Linked DNA regions of Pan troglodytes: region 2 is linked to region 1. The links are chromatin contacts, called in public Hi-C maps. All regions are on one chromosome and are shown on one strand. Each heading gives the region's core, a stretch centred on a gene start, on an enhancer-like site or on the middle of the called end of the contact. The rest is flanking DNA. Distances are from core to core; before and after follow the strand shown.

Evidence for each region. A called contact is a pair of places that touch in the nucleus more often than the background predicts.
Region 2: a Hi-C map of induced pluripotent stem cells shows a contact between it and region 1, with 2.0 times the contacts expected there. The contact joins the enhancer-like site here to the promoter of TEX15 in region 1. A contact is called at or near these places in 5 of 7 Hi-C or Micro-C datasets (blood, induced pluripotent stem cells, lymphocytes and 1 more) and 1 of 1 datasets of contacts at active chromatin or transcription factors (stem cell-derived excitatory neurons).

What each region holds. Positions count from the first base shown.
Region 1 is chr7:39,308,053-39,311,095 of NHGRI_mPanTro3-v2.0_pri, forward strand. TEX15 (testis expressed 15, meiosis and synapsis associated) reads right to left here and starts at 1,572. Exons shown (of 11, transcript XM_054656628.2): 1 at 1,384-1,572.
Region 2 is chr7:39,497,766-39,500,592 of NHGRI_mPanTro3-v2.0_pri, forward strand. All of the region lies in intron 17 of WRN (WRN RecQ like helicase), which reads left to right. Among named protein-coding and RNA genes, the nearest start is that of WRN, 72 kb to the left of the region's middle. Within about 2 kb of position 1,451, at least 4 of the 24 cell types and tissues checked have an H3K27ac peak or open chromatin away from gene starts, as enhancers often do. A contact at or near this core is called in induced pluripotent stem cells, where this site is marked.

The DNA.
Region 1 (3,043 bases), core at 322-2,821:
AAATTCAAAAATAAAAAAAGCGAATAATGGTATCACTTCTACTTCATACTTTGAAACAGTCCCATATTCACCCATCACCCCCAAAAGCAATCAGTGCACTTAGGGCGTTGGGGTGCTTCACACTGCACTTAGAGCTCACCATTTTTAAACTTGAAGGGAACCGTGGTATCTTCAAAGTCTCCGAGTTGCCAGCGACCTCAGCCTCTCCACTTTCTCGAACATCATCCCTGGGCACTGTCTCCCGACATAGCCAGCGCGGTGGCCATGCGCCTCAAACCGAGCATTCCAAACGCGGAAACTCAACCCCGAGCGCGGAGAGGATGGAAACTGCCTGAAAGGATCCCTGCAGGGCTGGGCTTGGGACGCGGCTCACACGAAACTGAGGCAGGAGTCTCTTCCTGCACCCGCACCACGCCGGGACCCGAGGGGTTTCACTCCCTTCACTGAGCCGAGCCAGGAAGCCAAGAGCCACCAGGGCGAAGCAGCCCTGCAAAACCTCCACTCAGCCTTACAACAGCCACAGCGCCGGGACACGCGGCACCGCATCCCGGGCGCGCCAGTCCTCCTGCAGTCGGGGGACGCTCCCCTCAGGCGCCCGCGTCGGAGCCCAGCTACCCCCGCGCCGCCCTCACCTACCGAGGCTCCCCCGCGTCCACCGGCTCCTGCAGCGAGACAGCCGGCGCAGGCGGGCATGGTCCGAGCGCGGGCTCTGCAGGGGAGAACGAGGCGCACGGACTGCCAGTCACCCGGGCGGCGTTCCCCGCCCTAGCGCTCCAGGGTCGCGAGTCCCACAGGAGTCCCGAGTTGCGGTCCCGGGGCGGGCGGGGCCTCCATGAGGCCCCACCCCCTCCCCGCCCCCGCGGATATCCCCACGCACCACGGAGATCCCCACGCGCCCTGCGCAACGCGGCTGCTCCGCGCTGCCTTCTGCTGACTACAAACTGCGCCTCCAGGGAGCCAGGGCGAGGCGGAGGCCACCACCAAGTTGTGGCGCTCTCTCCTCTCGCTGCCTCAGAGCAGCGAGTTTCTCCTCAGCTGCAAACAAGGACGCAGGGCCAGCTCCGTGGGGCTCAGCGGGGGCAGAGGGAGCGCGAAAGCGCGGGAACCCGCGCATCTGAGGAAAGCTAAACATTTCACCTGTAGAGTCGGCTGCCCTGGCCCTCGGAGGCCCACCTTTGGCCCCAGAGTCCCTGAATCAATGATAATTAACATTTTTAAAAATTTTATTATTTTTAAAAATAAATTTAATCGGGAAGCTCCGAGCCAGAAGAGTAGCGTCTGAGACTCCCCATAATTAACATTCTTCACTCCTTAATTTTAATTTACCTCACACCAAACTAGCTGCTAACCCTCCTCTCCTCATCTGCCACATTCCCCACAAACCTTGAGCTGTCTTCTTTGCTCAGTCAGTTCCTCAGACTCAATCTTAGCACGGTACAGACCTTCGCCCACTGCCTTCCCTGGAAGCCTCAGGAACACAGCAGCACCCCCCAGCGAGGTGCGCACAGTGAGCAAGCAGCTCGGAAAGCAGCGGCGCTTGCGCACTGCGCCGGGGGCGGAGCCAGAGGCCCTGCACGTGGAAGCTCGAAGCCCGTAGGTGGGGCCCGCGCAGGAACGGACTCCTGAGAGACTTTACATGACCTGAAGCAAACTGTGAGTTCAGTGCCTACTCCGTGTACACGGAGTGGGCCTTCAACAAAACGATCGTTTTGTCATGGCTTTCTAATTTAATTCAAAAGGAGTTAGAAGATCGGGGAGGACTTTATGTTGCTCGGCTAATGGCCAAATCCCTTAGCTAAGGCTTCAGCTTGGAGCTAACAAGTACATCCAAGTTTCAGGGATCTAAAGCATAAAGATTTTTACCAGACTCATTCGGTCGGGTGCGGTGGTCGGTGATCTCAGCACTTTGGGAGGCCGAGGTGCGTTCAGGAGTTTGAGACCAGCCTGGGCAACATAGTGAGACCTCCTCTGCCAAAAACAAAAAAAAATCCTTGCACTCAGAAAATTAATTCTACTTCATAGCGCGGCTTATGAAAGCCTGATTCAGAGGCTATATAGATTACAGAATCGAAGTCTTCCAGTCCAGTCACTCAGATTTAGTTTTACAATTGCAGGCCTGAGAGTCACTTCATCCTTCAGTGGGTGAATCCTTTAGGGGCGAAGACGCTGAAGACAGGCAGCTTAAAAGATGCAGTATTCGGCCGGGCGCGGTGGCTCATGCCTGTAATCCCAGCACTCTGAAAGGCTGAGACGGGCGGATCACCTGAGGTGTTCCAGACCAGCCTGGCCAACATGGCGAATCCCAGTCTCTACTAAAAAATGCAAAAATTAGCCAGGCGTGGTGGCGTGCGCCTGTAGTCCCAGCTACTCGAAAGGCTGAGGCGGGAGAATTGCTTGAATCTGGGAGGCGGAGGTTGCAGTGAGCCAAGCTCATGCCACTGCACTCCAGCCTGGGCAAAGGAGTGAGATTCTGTCTGTCTGTCTGTCTTTCTCTCTCTCTCTCTCTCTCTCTCTCTCTCTCTCTCTCACACACACACACACACACACACAAAGATGCACTATTCCATTTTCCAATAATCACTTTCTATAAGGCAAGTTTTAAGTGTATTTTACAACTGGATTGAAAGAGGAGCTTCAGGGATCTGTGAATACCGTAAATCTGAGAATTAAAATGTTTCTTTCCTTTTTTTTTTTTTTTTTTTTTTTTTTTTTTTTACGGAATCTAGCTCTGTTGCCAGGCTGGAGTGCATTGGCGCGATCTCGGCTCACTGCAACTTCCGCCTCCCAGCTTCAAGCGATTTTCCTGCCTCAGCCTCCTGAGTAGCTAGGATTACAGCCAGGCGCCGCCATGCCCAGCTAATTTTTGTATTTTTAGTAGAGACGGGGTTTTACCATGTTGGCCAGGATGAGTCTCGATCTCCTGACCTCGTGATCCGCTCGCCTCGGCCTGCCAAAGTGCTGGGATTACAGGCGTGAGCCACTGCGCCCGGCCTAAAATGTTTCTTTCACTGTAAGTTCAATTTAGTGGAAAGACGTTCTTTAA
Region 2 (2,827 bases), core at 201-2,700, 190 kb after region 1:
TTTCCTCAATCTTTTCTCTTTTTCTTACACTCCACTGTTTATTTAAACAGTAAGGAAATCTCGTGAGGTCTTCAGAATATATGCAGAATTAAATCACTTCTCTCTTGATCCCTGCCATTCCCCAGGTACAGGCCACCATCTCCTTAGGGCCTCCTGCTTTCACTCTTCCCATCCCTCATTCTGTTTCAACACAGCGTCCAGAGTGATACTTTAAAAATGAAGTCTGATAGATCATATCTTTGGCTCAGAACCATCTAGTAGCATGCCATTTCATTCTAAATAAAGGCAAAAGTCCTTATGATGAGTTACCGATCCTCATGTGATCTGGCCTTCCATTTTCCCTCTGATCTCATTCTCTACTGGTCTCCTCATTCACCGGATGCAGCCACACCACCCTCCTTGTTTTTCTTCGGACATTCCAGGCATGCTTCAGTGCCTGGGCTTTGCGCCTGCTGCTTCCTCTCCCTGAATACGTTTCCCCCACATTGTCTATAGGATGTTCTCCCCTACTTCTCTCAGATCTCTTGGATTTAGGCCTCCTGGGCCACCATATTTGAAATATCAGATTAGTTCCCCCTCCCCCATCATTCAGCATTCCTCGTAAATCTTTGCTGTTTTAAAAATAGCACTATCACTGTCTAACTTACTGTGTTATATTTTGTTAATTTTCTGTGAGTTCTTCACTAGAATATTCTTTGTAGGGAGGAGTTTTTGATTGTTTGGTTTATAAAATCTGGAACAATACCTGGCTTATAGGAGGTGCTCAATTTATAATGGGGTGAATGAATGAATGAATGATGATGAGAAAGCTGAGAATCAGTAAAGTGACTTTCCAAAACAGGTAGTGGGCAGTATAGAGTTGGGCCATAAATAGCTACACCATACAACATCCTGCTAGTTTCTAAAGCAAATGATTTGAAAGAGGCATAAAACATAATTTCTGCCCTCAGGTAGCTCATAGTTCAGTAAAGGAGTTTAGATTCATACCTATAACAGTAGAAGTAATAGCACCAAATGAAATATGGTATTATGAAGTGGTGCAAATAATATAAAAGGATGAACAGTGTTAGTAGTACATGTTTAGAAGGGATTTCTATGGTGAAAGTCACTAGGCACAGTGCACCTGGAGGACCGATTTCCATTAATTTAGAATGGTTTAAAGTAAGCTTTTGGAAACTAGGAAGATTACTTTCTGTAATCCTTTCCTAGGCCTTTGATTCTAGAAGGATTGTGTTAAAGGAGTTTTAAATATTTTATACAGTTCTTAAACATTGTTAAGCTTGAATTACATCTTTTATTATGTCTGGCCATGGACGTCATTGGATCATTTTCATTTCTTGGGAGGATTAATAAAGCACATTCCTTCTGTTGGGCCTCCAGTGCGGGGAGGGTGTTGGCCGAGCAGTGGCTGAGAAAACGTTTTTCCCCTGGTGTTTTCAAGAACCCTCTTTATTAGCTAAGTGGTGAGACATGCCACCTGGTGGTTATAGTAGTATCATTTTTCTCACTGTTCTTGGTGCTTTTCTTCTCCTTCTGATTCCAGTTATACTAGGACAACTGCTATAAACCTGGAATGTTTCACACTATATTATTTCAGTAATTTCAAAAACAGCAGAAATCACTAAGCTGTTTGGCACAAAGATTCCTATTTGGAAAGAATCAGACAAAGTGAGTGTTGAGAAAGAACAGCCAGGCAGAAAGCTTTGCATCAGTCTTAAAGTTCTTTACATTTCAAGTAAGAGGAACTGTGAAATCCATAAGACATGTGGGGTTTTTCTATTACTTTCTCCCCAGTATCTATTACAAAGATCAGCACATAGTAGGTACTTAGTAACTATTTAGAATGAGTGCATGAATGAATGAAGTATGTGTGATGTTATGGAGTACAAAGTTAGAATTAGCAACATGACCTGAATTTAGAAGCAGGTGGGATACTTATACTTTTCTCAATCTGTGGGCACCACACCATTGAAGTATATGTCTAAGATTAATTTATATTTGGTTGTTTGATTTAGCAAAACTTGCTGCCTGTTAAAAAAGAAATTAAGACCTGTCAACTTAAAGAATACATTTTGTGAGTTAAGAACTAAATGACAGGATAATTTATTACCCAAAGCAGTTTGCTTCTGAAAATTAAAGAGTTCAAGCTATTAATAATTATGCTGTGACTGCAGGCATAAACTGGGAATGTCCCGGCAAATGAGGATGTATTGTCATCTTTCTCAGCCTGCCTGTGTGTTGTTTTTAAGCTTCACTCTAGTTTATATATTTTAAATGTCATAAAATACCACATACTTAATAAGAGAAAAGGTTCTATTCGTTGCTGAAGTGGAAGTTTATCATTAATTTTTATTTATTTATTTATTTTTCCAGTTTTGGAATTCTTTATTACTTTGAACCCAAGAGACACTGATAACTAGCACAATCCAGTGAAACAGAGGAAGCAGCAGCTTAAACAAAGGAAATACATTTAAGATTATAAGTCTGGTTATAAGCTTAAAAAGTGACCCAGAAAGGGATATCATTGCTAAAAAAAAAAAAAATCCCCTTGTGACCTGGATACATTTTGCAAAGCCACAGGTTTGCAGTGTTACACAAGGGCCAAAGGAGGCCATGAGTTGTCTTTGGTTGTGGGGCCGGAGGGTAACTGTTCATGAAAATAGTGAGTGTCTGAAGATTAAGAAAATCATGCTGCAGCAGAGGAGAAGGGAGAGGAAGGCAGGAAGGGAAAGGAGATGCCTGAGGGTCAAAAGCTGAGCCCAAGCCTAAGCCCAAGCTCAAGCTCAAGCCCCAGCATGGCACAATTTTGTGAATTAACTCAGGCTGA